3 separate regions of the Mus musculus genome follow, and all the other regions are linked to region 1. The links are chromatin contacts, called in public HiChIP or PLAC-seq and promoter capture Hi-C maps. All regions are on one chromosome and are shown on one strand. The core of a region is the stretch at or near the end of the contact, and the rest is flanking DNA. Distances in the headings are between cores, read along the strand shown. Region 1 holds the start of A630076J17Rik (RIKEN cDNA A630076J17 gene). Region 2 holds the start of Dram2 (DNA-damage regulated autophagy modulator 2). Region 3 holds the start of Gstm5 (glutathione S-transferase, mu 5).

The links. Promoter capture Hi-C pulls out the DNA fragments that hold promoters and counts their contacts. HiChIP or PLAC-seq counts read pairs in DNA pulled down with a chosen protein or histone mark.
Region 2: a promoter capture Hi-C map of erythroid cells shows a contact between it and region 1, with 7 times the contacts expected there. The contact joins the promoter of Dram2 here to the promoter of A630076J17Rik in region 1. A contact is called at or near these places in 2 of 39 promoter capture datasets (erythroid cells and liver).
Region 3: a FOXA1 HiChIP or PLAC-seq map of pancreatic cancer cells shows a contact between it and region 1. The contact joins the promoter of Gstm5 here to the promoter of A630076J17Rik in region 1. A contact is called at or near these places in 2 of 39 promoter capture datasets (embryonic stem cells and hippocampal neurons), 1 of 115 datasets of contacts at active chromatin or transcription factors (pancreatic cancer cells) and 1 of 9 other capture datasets (embryonic stem cells).

What each region holds. Positions count from the first base shown.
Region 1 is chr3:107,228,562-107,233,132 of GRCm38.p6, forward strand. It overlaps A630076J17Rik (RIKEN cDNA A630076J17 gene), which reads left to right and starts at 2,053. Exons shown (of 3, transcript NM_001256174.1): 1 at 2,053-2,193; 2 at 4,049-4,119. The coding sequence starts at 2,181. It overlaps Prok1 (prokineticin 1), which reads right to left. Exons shown (of 3, transcript NM_001357885.1): 3 at 3,355-4,571.
Region 2 is chr3:106,545,494-106,550,064 of GRCm38.p6, forward strand. Dram2 (DNA-damage regulated autophagy modulator 2) reads left to right here and starts at 2,305. Exons shown (of 9, transcript NM_026013.3): 1 at 2,305-2,427. Cept1 (choline/ethanolaminephosphotransferase 1) reads right to left here and starts at 2,309. Exons shown (of 9, transcript NM_133869.4): 1 at 2,187-2,309.
Region 3 is chr3:107,893,172-107,897,742 of GRCm38.p6, forward strand. Gstm5 (glutathione S-transferase, mu 5) reads left to right here and starts at 2,683. Exons shown (of 8, transcript NM_010360.2): 1 at 2,683-2,827; 2 at 3,127-3,202; 3 at 3,455-3,519; 4 at 4,117-4,198; 5 at 4,291-4,391. The coding sequence starts at 2,783. It overlaps 4933431E20Rik (RIKEN cDNA 4933431E20 gene), which reads right to left and starts at 3,042. Exons shown (of 3, transcript NR_015459.1): 1 at 2,472-3,042; 2 at 880-1,057; 3 at 1-336.

The sequences.
Region 1 (4,571 bases), core at 803-3,302:
CAATGTTTGTTTCCCTCCTAATGTTGTAGCTGATATCTGGTGTAAGTACTTTGAAGCTAATGTTTGCTGCCCTGTGGGAATTGAAAACAGCCTTGATTACAATCATCACCCTGAACTGAATGGACAGACCCCATGGGGCACTGCACAGCTTGGAGGGGGTGGCCACAAGAAGTACTGGATGGGATGGGTCTATCTGGGACAAAGTCTAAAACATTAAAGCAAAACAGAAGTTCAGATGTGATATTGCCCACTGTAATTCCAGCACTTGTGATGTAGAGGCAGGAGGGTCAGAAGTTCAAGGTCATTGTTGACTACACAGTGAGTTTAAGGAAAACCTGGGGCACATGGTGAGTTTGAGGCTAGCCTGTGCTACATGAGCTCAAGCATCAACGTCTCAAACACCAAGGAGGAGGAAGGAACACGCCCCATTCTTCCTGTCTTCTTTACTACCCTGGTACTTCTTGTGGTGCTCGAATGTTGTGCGATTATACAGGGACGCACACATGAATATGCATGCAAAGACCTGGGTATCAAAGTTGCTTTCCATCTTGTTTATTCTCTCTCTGTCTCTGTCTCTTTCTCTCTCTGTCTCTTTCTCTCTCTGTCTCTGTCTCTCTGTGTCTGTGTGTGTATGTGTGTGTGTGTGTGTCTGTGTCTGTGTGTCTGTGTGGTGTGTGCACTATTGTGTTCATGGAAGTCTGAGAACGACTTTCAGGGGTTGATTCTCTTCCAACCATCCTGTGGGATCCAAGGTGTAAACTCAAGCTATCAGACATGCATTCACACGCCTCTACTCATTGACCTGTCCCGCCAGGCCTCCGCTTTGTTTACAAAGCAGGATTTCTCACTCTTACCTGGAGCTTGCTGATTCAGCTTGGCTGACTGGCCAGCTAGCTAGCCCCAAGGGTCAGCCTGCCTCTGCATCCCCACCACTGAGGCCATAGGCATTCATCGTCACACCCAGCTGCTGTGGTTGTGTTTTGGGTTTTGTTTTTTTGTTTTTTTTTTTGGTTTTGTTTTTGTTTTTGTTTTTTAACATGGGAATCAAAATCTTGTCCCGCTTGCCCAGTCCAGGTAGACAAGACAAGCTAGGCTGGCAGCCATGATGATACTTGTTCAATATGAAGTCCACACTCTACATAGACTGGAGGGTTAGCTAATGGGAGCTACCTCTCTTTGCAAAGCAGTGTTAATTTTTCGTTATTTGTTGAATTAGTTTCCTCCAATGGTTGGGTTGACTGACAGGCTGAGGTGGGGCTTCTAAGAAGGTAAAAGGTACAGAAGTCTCATGTGGGAGTCATAGCTAGAGAGCTGGCGAGGGGCCAGAAAAATGCAAATGAATCCTGCTGGTAACCCCAGAATCCACCCTGTGCCCCTTGACATAGCTGGAAGCTGCCAGGGAGGCCTATGCCAGGGAATGTATGCTCCTGATACAGTTATTCTGCCCAGAGTCTGGGGAAAGCCAGGGCAGACCAGAGTCCACTGTGCAGACAGCTCTGTGCTAAGATCCCAGACAGAGCAAACACTGTACCTCACTCACGATCGATGCCTCTCAGTTTAACAGGGTCTCAGGGAGATACGGTTAGTGTGTTTTTCTTTCTAATCACAGCTGTTATCAGGCTCCGCCTCTAGGAACCTGTGTGTGAACTTGAACTTGGCAAGGAATGAACATTGACTGAACACACAGGGGTTTCTTGCTGTTAAGTTACTATTTGGGGCCTTTGAAAGGCATCCAGAAAGCTTTTCTTCCCAGATGTTTGGTTTTCCCAACTAAGGAGAGGCGTCCAAGCTCTGAAGTTTGGTAAGGGGTGTGGCACAAAAGCCCCCAGAGGCTGGGCCAAGGAGCTGAAAGCTGACTCTTTGTGATGCCTTCATAAGGATGAAAGATGAGTAGCTGACCACCCCCGTGACACTTCCACAGGGCAGATGATATCCTGAGCACTTCCCATTCGCTAACACTTAATCTTCACTGCCACCCCAAGAAGCAGATGATGATGATGGTGATGATGCTGGTGCCATTAATAAAGGGGGAACTTGAAACACAGAAAGTTCAGTAAACCGACCAAAGTCCCAAGCTAGGAAGCAGCTGGTGCTGGCTGTGATGCTAAGCTCTGGACAGCCTGCCCCTTGTCAGGAATCAGACATGCAGACTACAGCAGCTTGCACTGTGAGCAAAGGAAATGACAGCTGCAGGTATGTCTGTTTATTTAACCTTTGGACTTTGCTTTTGTGACAGAATTTCAGAGGCTCCTGAAGCATGCTCACAGCTCCTTATCCTTCAATGCATCTCCCTGCCTAGGCAGCCAGCTATAGTAGTCACACTTGTAATCCCAGCATTTGAGAGGCAGAGGCAGGAGGATTGCTGTAAGTTTGAGACCCATCTGGACTACATAATGAGTTCCAGGATGTCCAAGGGTACCTGATAAGATGAGATGAGAAAGAGAGAGTGGTGGGGGGGAAGGGAGGGTGACTGAGACACACAGAGAAAGCGAGGGGGGAGGGAGAGAGCGAGGACTTTAAGGGAAATGGATATTGAGTCTCATGCCCTGTGTGACATGGGCCACATGATCTTCCCAAGACCCAAGCGCTTTGCTATTCTCAGCTAGGCAGGAGAGCTAGGGGAGGTTGAAGCAGTGCTAGCCACATGGAGTGGGAACATATGGTGCTTTCTTTACAGATGTTGAAGGTAAAGTCATATGGGGGAGCTCATGCTTACCCATCTGAAATTCGTTGCCTCCGTGGTCTAGTGGCTGTGGGCTTCTGGAGCTAAACAGCCCCAGCTGGGGAGCAGACAGTGAGGGTGTGCTTCATATATCACAGCCTCGCTCCTGCCTAGTGCTCACCATGCATGACAAGATCCTAACAGGGGTACAACCAGCTCAGAGATACAGGCAGGACTAGGTGTCCATTAACTCTATATTAGATTCTCTGCTCCTGCCAAGGTGGGCAGGGCAGTGCCCTCCAGGGAAGGGAAAAACAATCCTCGAGTTCATTTAAAGACACCACAGTCACAACAGACTGGCACCCCATCCTGGCCACTTGGGTGCTACTAATCCCATGTATAATCAGAACTTCCATTCAAGGAGTTGTTGCCCGAGGTTGAAAATTGAATATCCCAAGTATGCAAGAGAAGAGACAACAACAACCCTGGAATTCACAGGACCCCTCAGTGGATAGCAAAATCTGAGGATGTTCAGGTCCCTTATAGAAAGCATCGTGGGATCACACGGACCTGTGCTCATCGTCTCACACGCTTTAACTCTTCCGAGGTTACTTATAAAACTGAACACAGTGCCGTGCCCCACGGCCATATGTGTGGTGTTCAGAGAATAATAAGAACAAGCTCAACGCATGTTCAATGCAGATGCACTTTTTAATATTTTGATCCACAGTTGGTGGAATTCCCATGAAGAGCCCCAGGGTCCGGAGGGCTGACTATATGCGGTTTGGGTCACGTGACGCTATATGTAGCTTTAGTTAATAAGGTATCCATTCTCCTCGCCCTCCTGTTTGAAGGGAAGTCAAGCCACTTCGCAGCACCCAGCGCACCCATTCCCCACAGGAGACTCTGAGGGTCTTCTTGCCGCACCGCACCCAGTCCTTCCTTCAGGATCCTGAAGTCGGGGGAGGGGGAAGACACTTTTGCTAACCTTCCTCTTTTCAACTTTGTGTATTTTAACACTTTCAAAATAGCTGCATTGTGGTGTAATCCATATAGCACACCATTTGCCCTCACAAACCATACACTTCAGCAATGTTGCCGATGCTGACAGATTGTACGGCCATCTCCACAATTTAATTTTAGAACGTTCTTGTCACCCTTAAAGAAGCCTGAGTCCCTTTACAGTGCCTCGCCATTTTTCTGCCTTCACTCCACCCCAATCCTAACCAACTATGACTTGCTTCCTGCCCCTGTGGGTTCGCCTGTTGTGGAGTTTTCACATAAGTGGAGTTGTACCAATGTAACCTTTTATGACTAGCTCCCACTGTCTAATGATTCAAGGGCCCCTCGTGCTATGAAGCATATCTGTGCCTTATGTCTTCTCAGCGCTGAGTGATACTCCGTGCTTGGACATCATATTGTCCTCATCTGGAATGGAAAGGAGCTTTTCGTACCAGGTCAGTTCTTTGCTTTCAGTGCCCAGCCCTGGTCAGGGAAAACATCCCAGAAGACACCATTAGTGTACCCTAGGCCAGCATGTGCTTCTCTCTACCTACATGGCTAGGTATGATTTTTTTTTTTTTTTTTTTGCTTTTTAATAAACTGCACACAAAGCCTCGATGTTGGCCCTTTGGCTGGTCTGAGCTGACCTTGGGTCAATGATTTGGGTCCACTCGGCAGGGTCAGCTCTGAGTCCGCGTCCAACCCTGCAGCCTTTCTTCCCTCTCTGGTCTTTCTCCTCAGCCTTAGGAGCCTCTTGCTCCTCCATGGTCCAGTCTCACCCCTGGACATGGACTTCAAGAAGCCCTTTCATCACCAGGTAACAACTGGATAGATAGTAGCTAACTCGAGTTTCCCTGGACCTTACTCAGAATGCTAAGAGCCACACTGAGGGGAGTTTGAAGATGAA
Region 2 (4,571 bases), core at 1,055-3,554, 680 kb before region 1:
TAAATAACTTTTTGGAGGCATAGAGGGGTCATTTTCTGACAAAAGCATTTTTCCATTAGGCATGGATATATGCTTGACAAAGAAACAATGGTTAATGAATAAATTTACTAAAATCCATCAATTTGTAAGTTTTCAAGTCTCCCATGAAAAACACAGGGTAACAGTGTCTGACCCACTTTAGTCCTGTCATGGACGGGGTGGGAGGGGGCATCTGATAAGTATCACATTTAAAACAAAAACAGAAACAGAAAACTCAACTGCTGAGCAGACCATAAAGTAAACTTACACAATATCCAACTTGTGTGAAATTCTAGAACTTCCCTTCTGCCCCACCCCCATGATCCCCACCCATGTACAAGGGTTCCAGGTTTTTATCAGCACTGATTCAACAGTATGTTTACAAGCATTTCAGTGGGATTCAGTGGTATACAGCTTTCTGACCTCTGCCATTACTTAAAGTAAAATACTAATGGCTGAGACTATTAGGGAAGGGACCATAGAAGAAAAGAGAAAGAAAAACAAGAGAAAGAAAAATAAATAAATTAATAGGATCATAGGAATAAGTTCAGCATTATTTAACAAATGATACATAAAACATGTTTGTCTGGGGGCAGGGGGGCTTTTCTGTACTCAGAAGCAGACAGTACTGCTTAGATCTGGTGTTTTGCTGAAGTGAAATTGTGTGTTCCTTAAAGGGGGAAATAACTTCAGAGGAGGAGGGACCAAAAGCCTAGAGCTGTATTCTTTTTTATATTCTCTTAAAAACAGCACTGCATGGCCCTCAAAATGAGCACCACCAGCATTTCTAGCCAGTTTAAAGAGCAAAATATAGCTGGGTGGTGGTGCACACCTGTGATTCCAGCACTAAGAAGGTAGAGAGAAGCAGGGGGATCCCTGAGTTGGTGCGGATCTGGTCTACACAGCAAGTACCAGAACAGCCAAGGATACATAGTGAAACTTTGTCTAGAAAAAAAACCCAACCAACCATAAAAAAAAGAAGAAAAGAAGAAAAGAAGAAGAAGAAGAAGAAGAAGAAGAAGAAGAAGAAGAAGAAGAAGAAGAAAGCAAAATGTAGTTTAGAAAAGAAAGTGCTATGCAATAAAATGTAATTGGTAATGTGAGAGTCAGATTTACCTACTTCGTTTCTTAAAAGGAAGGGTTGTGTCTTTATGACCAGCTGTACAGGGACTTCAGTTATTCTCAGCATAGGCTAAATATGTAGCAAAATGATTTTGAAGCTTCAAATCTCATCGAATGCCAATAGTTTTAAATTGGTAATGCTCCAAATGTCTTATACAGTTTCCTTGTGTTTGAGCCAGTCAATTCAACACACATTCTGAACACATTCCTGACAGTTGTAAAGTAGAAAGGAAATATTCTAACAACTTACAAAGTTCCTATACTCGTTGAAAACTGACTATGAATTTGCCTCCTGCTGCAATAGACGTTGCCTGGTGAGTTAGAGTTTTAGCAATGCCATATATTCAACAGCAATGATACAACATTGGTAAAAACTGGTATCAAAATGCCAAGCATCAAACTGGAAAACTCAAACTCGGTAAAATGTAAAGCTTGAGGTTCAGCCAAGCATTCCTGGGAACACAGGCAAAAACCCCAGCAATCTCCTTCTAAGAACGCGACTGAAATAAAACTCTAGCTGGCAATCTCTGAGCCTGTCAATATGGGTTGAAATTTCTAGAAAAGTTGCCCAACAAGAAGCGTGGCCCGAGCCAGGAAACATCACTAACCGCCTCCCAAAAGGACAGCAAAGACCGCACAGGATGCTGCACGGTTCTTGGACTTGGCAACACCGGGCCAGGAGGGTGTGGACCCGCCAGACAAGGTCGGTTCCGCGAAGCCAGCGCCCCAGCCCTCGGCTCACCGGGGGTTAGCCTGGGGTGCTCCCTCCCACGACCACGGCTCGCATACCGCGCAGGCGCCCCTCCACCTCCGACTCCGGAGCCTTCGGGACTGGCCGTCGCCCCTCGCCGTGCCCACAACCCCGCGCGCGAGGCCACCCAGCGCCAGCAAGGACGGCGTTCCCCTTCAGCTAGTCCGTCCGCAGCTACCCAGTTCTGTCTAGCCCAGAGCCTCCGGCCCTCGCTCCGCTCCTCCCGGGACAAAACCGCCCCGCCACGTCCGCAACATCCCCGCCCCTTCCCTAGGCCGGGCCCCCGCAGCCTTACCCCGAACCCAACAAGCACAAGCCTAGAAATAGCAACTCCGACTCCAGGCGACTGAGTGACTGATAGGCGGCAGCACGTTCACGACACTTTCACGATTGCCGTAAAGAGGGGGGACTCAGAAAAGGTTGAGGCGCGCCTCCGAGCTACTCGGGAGCGCGCCCCGGGGCTCCGCCCAGGCTCCTACAGTGGGCCTGTTCTGCACTTTGAGGCTGGAGCTGGCTGGTCGGGGACAGGAAAGAAGGTGAGTGGGAGGGGGAAAAGTGCCTGGCCTGGCGCTCGGCAGGTTTTCTACTTGGGTGCTGTGTCGAAGTGTGGTTCGCAAGCCAAGAGCGAGGGCACAACGCGAGCCCCCTTGGTCCCACGGGCGCGCGAGCCACGCGAACCTCGGTAGCTTCACCTGGTTCCGTGAACTTCGTGACACCCACGACTAGAGTCGCGAGCCAGCTCCGGGAACCCACGAATCACGGGAGATGACAACTAGGCTGAGGTCTCCGCGTCCTACTTTTTCTCTTCTTTAGTACCTCTACCACCACTTCATCCCAAGCGATGCGTCGTGCCAAGCATGGTGTCCCTTATATTTTTCTGGTGCCAGGGACAGTGAAACTCTTGTACTACAAGACTTAGGAGTGTGTGTGCAAGGGGTTGCTTTTGTTGAATCAACTAAGGAAACCTTTGCCCTAATACCCTTTGTCATCCCTGTGCCCTTATTTCTACTTGGTTGGGGCTGAGGAAGTTCAAAACTGAGACCAGTGGTGACCTTGTGTTTACACAGAGCTCTGTCTCCACCCCATGATTGTGTTTCAAAGGGAGTGGTCCCTAGTTGAAAGGAAATCACAAGTCCTGGGAATCCTAACAGCTGCTTTCCTTTGTAAAGCACTGAGACAGGAATAAGTTTTCCAGCTTTCCCAATTTTAATTTACATACCGAATGCAACATTTTTTTAATCTATCGGGGCTGCGTTATCAAATTTTAATTTATTGGCAGTGAAACTAGATGCTTTGAGATTAGCCATTGGAAAATGTTACATTTGTCAAGAGGCCATATTAGAATTTAGGAAAATAGTCCTTGTTATGCTTTGTTTGTGGCCTGATATTTCTATTCGCCTCTGAAAAAAACCTGGGGCCACCTGTTCATTCACTTGGAACATCCAGAGTTTACACTTTTGTTATTCTTTAGTTATTACCACTTAGAAGAGACAACATTAAAAAGGTTCTTTTTATTACCAGTGGCTTTTAAATGCTTATGAAAATAAAAAATGTAACTGGATTTCTGACTCATGGAGCTTCAAAGTAAGCAGAGGAGATGGGTAAGAGATGCAAAAAAATTTGTTAAATATCCTTACTGTTGTGTGAAGTTTTCTTATATATTTTTAAGTCATCTTAAAGCTTTCTTTTTTGGTTCTGGAAATTGAACTTAAGGCCTCTTGTTTGCTATGCAAACACTCTTTAAAAGGGTTCTTGAATGCTTTGACCCATAAAATAGTTAAACATTACACTCGTAATCCTGTTGGTCTGAGACTGCTCTCACGTTTCCTTTTTGGAGGGGAAGGCACTGGACAGTTGTTAGTCTTCCATGTTACTCTTCCTGTCTACTTTGGTTTCTCACTTGTCTCCGAAAGACTCTTAACAATATTTTAAGCCCTGCCTTGCTTCTAAGCAGTCAGTTTAAACAGCTAGAATCTTCAAAGCCTAAACACATACAAGTATTTAATACCTCAAAAAAATTATATGCAGCCATGTATGGGTAGTTATGACTGCAATTTATGAATTGTTATAGTATTTTATACTTATATTTCACATAGAATACTACATCCCAGAAATTTGAAATTTGCCTGAAACTCAATAATTAGAAAGTGTTAATTATGGATTTTTTTAAAAAAAGATAACATCCAGGGGTTAGGGAAATGCTGTGCCAAACAATAAGAAAATTGACTTCCTACAATTAAAACTTTTTTTAAAAATTACCGCTGATAGATCACTATTATAAAAGATCTCAAGCATTAGGTCCTTAAAGGAAACATTTTGCTCACAGTGCTGCATTCTAGTGTTCAGGCCACAGACACTGTTGGTTCATTGGCTAGTATTTGTGTGCTGCTTAAAATCATGTGTTTGAAATGATAATGTATCATCTTTGTATATAGATTTCAGGATTTGAAAAGGGAACCGGTTTGGGCAGTTGTGAAAATTGACATTTTGAGAACAGTTTCTCTCTCACCTTATGAAAAGACCACCTTAGGAAGGAACCTAACATCTGTTATCTCAGTATTTGAATAAACCTCACTGAAACAGCTATTCTTTTAGATGGCTTAAAATATGTGAGATGGCTCAGCATGTGAGATATTTACTAGCAATGCTGATGGCCTGAGTTCATTTCCTGGGACACATG
Region 3 (4,571 bases), core at 1,433-3,932, 670 kb after region 1:
GCACCACCTCTGTCCTATGGGGCACGACTCACACCCTAATCCAAAGTTTCTAGTCCAACTGTAGGCACAGCGTGTCACCGAGACAAAGAATACTCTGCTGACAGCTGCAGGCTTTCTTCACACTGGTTGGTGATGCAGAGGAGTCTCGAGTGAGGTATTTTGTGCTCTCCTTGGGAGCTTTGTCTTTCAAGCAATGGTTGTTAGGCAAGTCAACCTTGAGCTCCCTCCCACCTGTCTCTTCAGTGGCAGTACACAGGAACATTGCACTGGGAGGTGACGGTCCTCAGGTCCACTGTGTAAACTCAGGCATGTTGGTCCACTCCTTGGCTCTCTGTCCTAGGGTTAAATGAAGAGTTAGGGCTGTCTATGGCTTGTACTCTCTATTGGTGTATATAGTTTACTTCCGGCTCAAAGCTCATGGAATGAATTCTTCTCCATGGAAGAGAAGCTATGCTTCAATTGAGATACCCTGTTGTTAAGGTTTGCTGTTCTCATGGATTCAAGAGCCCCTAACAGGTTCTTAAGATTGTCCAGGAAATCTCTTTTGGCTGAATTTATCCAAGACTGTAACATCATCCCGAGCTAAATACCTTATTTTCAGATGGACTCTATCATTCACTCTCAACTTCCTGGCCTCACAAAATCCTCAGTAACACTGAGTATGAAAGCAAAACTTTTACCTCAAAGGAAGGGGGTGGGGGGAGAGGGAGGGAAAGGCCTTCAGAGTTGTTAGGGGCAAGGTAGCCAATTCAGAAAAGTTAAGGTCTTCGAATGGAAGGAGCCACTATCCCATTGGCCTTGGCCCATCTTAAAGCTGAAAACCAGGGGAAATCTATAGGATTAGGAAAAAAAATGTGCTCTACCCCAGTGTTCACCTACCTTCATAGAAAAGACTGTGGCAAGGTAAGAGGCTCTAAAGTTAGCCAAGCACAGGGAGCCAGCAAAACTAATGTTTTAGGCCATCCTCAGTCTGCATCCTGGACCATCCAGGGAACTTGAGTGGTCCATCAATCTTCTCCAAGCTTCAATTCCTTGTTCTATAAACTGGGCAGAACACCTAATCACAAAGTTATTTAGCCTGAATTGGGATATATCATGAAACAAGTAGAATACTTAGACTACTCTAGAAGTTTTAGACTCGTGGCTCAAGTTAATTTGTTGCTGGCTTTTGTTTTCTTGGGAGGAATCAACCCAGGCATTATACAGTCACATGTCTCTGTACCATTTCTTCTTTATTTTAGAAAAATGTCCTTTTACAAAGTCTGAAGTTTGAGTCAGTTAAACTAACGGGGAGACATAATTTCCCACACCCAGACTTGGGGCTCCGGGAGGCCTGGTGTCTTAGTCAGGATTTCTATTCCTGCACAAACATCATGACCAAGAAGCAGTTGGGGAGGAAAGGGTTTATTCAGCTTACATTTCCACATTGCTGTTCATCACTGAAAGAAGTCAGGACTGGAACTCAAGCAGGTCAGGAAGCAGGAGCTGATGAAGAGGCCATGAAGGGCTGTTCCTTACTGGCTTGCTTCCCCTGGCTTGCTCAGCCTGCCCTCTTATAGAACCCAAGACACCCAGCCCAGGGATGGTCCCACCCGCAAGGGGCCTTTCCCCTTTTGTGCTGTTTTACTCCACAATATGCTTATCATTTTCCGACTAACTTGTGGATCCTGAGCATCAGAATGAGGTTACCTGGGGCTGGAGAGATGACTCAGCAGTTAAGAGCACCAACTGCTCTTCCAGAGGTCCTGAGTTCAATTCCCAGCAACCACAAGGTGGCTCACAACAGTCTATAGTGGGATCCAATGCCCTCTTCTGGTGTGACTGAAGAGAGAGAGCGACAGTATACTCACATATATAAAATGAATAAATAAATCTTTTTTAAAAGATGAGGTTACCCTTAGTGGAGTTGTGTTTTAAATGTAAGGTACTAAAACAAAAAAATAGAAGACATCTCAATAATTTTCATACTACATTCTGAAACAGTATATATTGGGCTACGTAAGTATACTATGGATTCATTGCCTCCTTAAAAAAAAAAAAACTAGAAGCAAACCATTTAAAAACAATCATATGTCTGTCTTGCATTATACTGCTAGTGAACATTATGATCTAGATCCTATACACTCCCCACAGAGCAGAGAGAAAACACTCACACCCTCTGTCTGTCTGGCTGTCCATACCCTTTGCAACCTGCCCCAAATGCTTAATGTTTTGACTCCTCCCATAAACCAGCCTAACTCGACAGCACCTGCTGTTTATCTTGCATAGCTATTTGTCACCTTTCGGTGTTTGCTCTACCCTCCTCTTTCCTGGAGTGTCCTTTGAGGCATTTCCAATGTGCATGACCTATCCTTTTTCACAGTGGACCTGTTTAGTGTCCCCAGCCTCCCTCAGTCTTCACAGAGCCATTTGTATCTTACATAGAAAATGTTTCTATCCCCAAAGTACCTTATACCTGAATCGTTTCCTACCTCGTAGTTTTATGTGCCAGCTCAACTGTGCAACATGACTCACGCTTCCCGGGTAACTAAGGTCCAGGCCCCCACTGCCAGAAGAGTAGATGAAGCATCAACAGCCCTGGGAGAAGTTCACACCGGAGGATTTCAGGAGCCGCAGCAGCTGCGCCTGCGCACCGCCCACTGACCACGCGGAGGGCGGGTGGAGCATAGAGCGAGAGAGGAGGAGACAGTTCGGTCGCGTCAGCCCGGCCCACAGCGTCCAGTATAAAGTTAGCCGCCCACAGTCCATCGCTGTATCCCCGAAGGGGCTAAGATCGCCCAAAATGTCATCCAAGTCTATGGTTCTGGGTTACTGGGATATCCGCGGGGTGAGTGGTCCCTCGCCAGCCCAGCCTCTGGGACAGAGAGGTGCAGGCGGCCGGGCGGGGGTCAGGGGCCGGTGGGCCGATCTCCAGCCTACCTATGGGGTCCCCAGGACTGTGGGTAGAGGAATAAGGTACTGGAAGTTCCCGGGCGTGAGCGAAGGGGCTGCCTAAGGACAATTTCCCTGGACAGGACGCAGGAGCTTGGCAGCGTTGGGTTGGGGACATTGACGGAGGGGGCCTGCGAGCAAGTGGGCACTGCGCAGGCGCGCTGACCGGGGTCTTTCTCCATCCCCTGCTTTTAGCTGGCTCATGCTATCCGCATGCTTCTGGAGTTTACTGATACCAGCTATGAGGAGAAACGGTACATCTGTGGGGAAGGTAATGAATGTCTGTGGGTGCGCTACAGTTGTTTTTTACCCAGAGGGTTGTACCACACCAAGATGGTGTGGGACCCCCTGCTCCTGTAAGCTGGGAACTTTGCCAAGAGAGGCCCATAGAGTTATCTCTTGCTGTTCAGGCCCATCTTTGCAGAAACTCAAGGGTTAGTTTTTGGGGATTGGGAACTTGAGATAACAGGTCTAAGTCTCAGCTAGGTCGGTAACGGGCTTGGGTCCCACTTCTCTCTTACAGCTCCTGACTATGATAGAAGCCAATGGCTGGACGTGAAATTCAAGCTAGATCTGGACTTTCCTAACGTAGGTGGTTTTGGAGGAGTGGGCAGAAGGGAAGGCCTTCAAGTGTATCTGTTTTCACTTCATCTCTGGCTTGGGAGCATCTAGATAGAGACTCTTCACGTTTATAGAATGGATAGAATTCAAGGGTCATTGAACAGAACTGAGAATAACATTTTATTTCCTACTAACGTCTGAGAAACACTAATATTCTCCTCTTAAAGGCAGGCTATAAGAGACATGAGTTGATAGCCAGGTCTGTGACTTTATCACTGATAGATTCCAGGTATTTTCATGGTATCCTAAATGTATCCTCATGTGTCCTGGTTGTTAAAACACCTATTTTTTTTTTAAATGTATCCATAATCACCCTACTTTTACATACTTTAAGGTATAAAATATTTACATTTTGCTTTTTAAACGTCTATATGCCACACATACATTCACAGTGACACACAGGATTAAGCACCCTTGTCTAGAGTCAGGTGAGGACCCAGTGCTACTTTCTATTTATTTAGTTATTTCTCCTGGCTTCTACTCTCACACACCTTGCAAGTCTTCTCTTTTCCAGAGGAGTGGCGGTCCTGGAGGACTAGGTTCACATTAACTTTCCCCTTCTAGCTGCCCTACCTCATGGACGGGAAGAACAAGATCACCCAGAGTAACGCCATCCTGAGATACATCGCACGCAAGCACAACATGTGTGAGTGGGCTGAAGGGGATAGGAGGGAGGAGGCAGTTGGCTCACCTGGAGGTTGGCAATCCTGAGGGTGATTTGTTGCCATCTGGCTGCAGGTGGTGACACTGAAGAAGAAAAGATACGAGTAGACATCATGGAGAACCAGATCATGGACTTCCGCATGCAGCTGGTTCGCCTCTGCTACAATTCTAACCACGTAAGTTTCCTCATCTGGAATCACCTTTGTTGGGTTTCAGGCCAAAGTGCTAAGGATTATTCTGCTCGCTTCTATGGTTGCCATCTTTCTATCAACCCAAACTGGAAGGATTAGAAACAGACTCTATTTTTTGGTGTGGTTTGTCCTGTAAGTCTGGTGTTAGCTCCTCCTCCTTTCCAA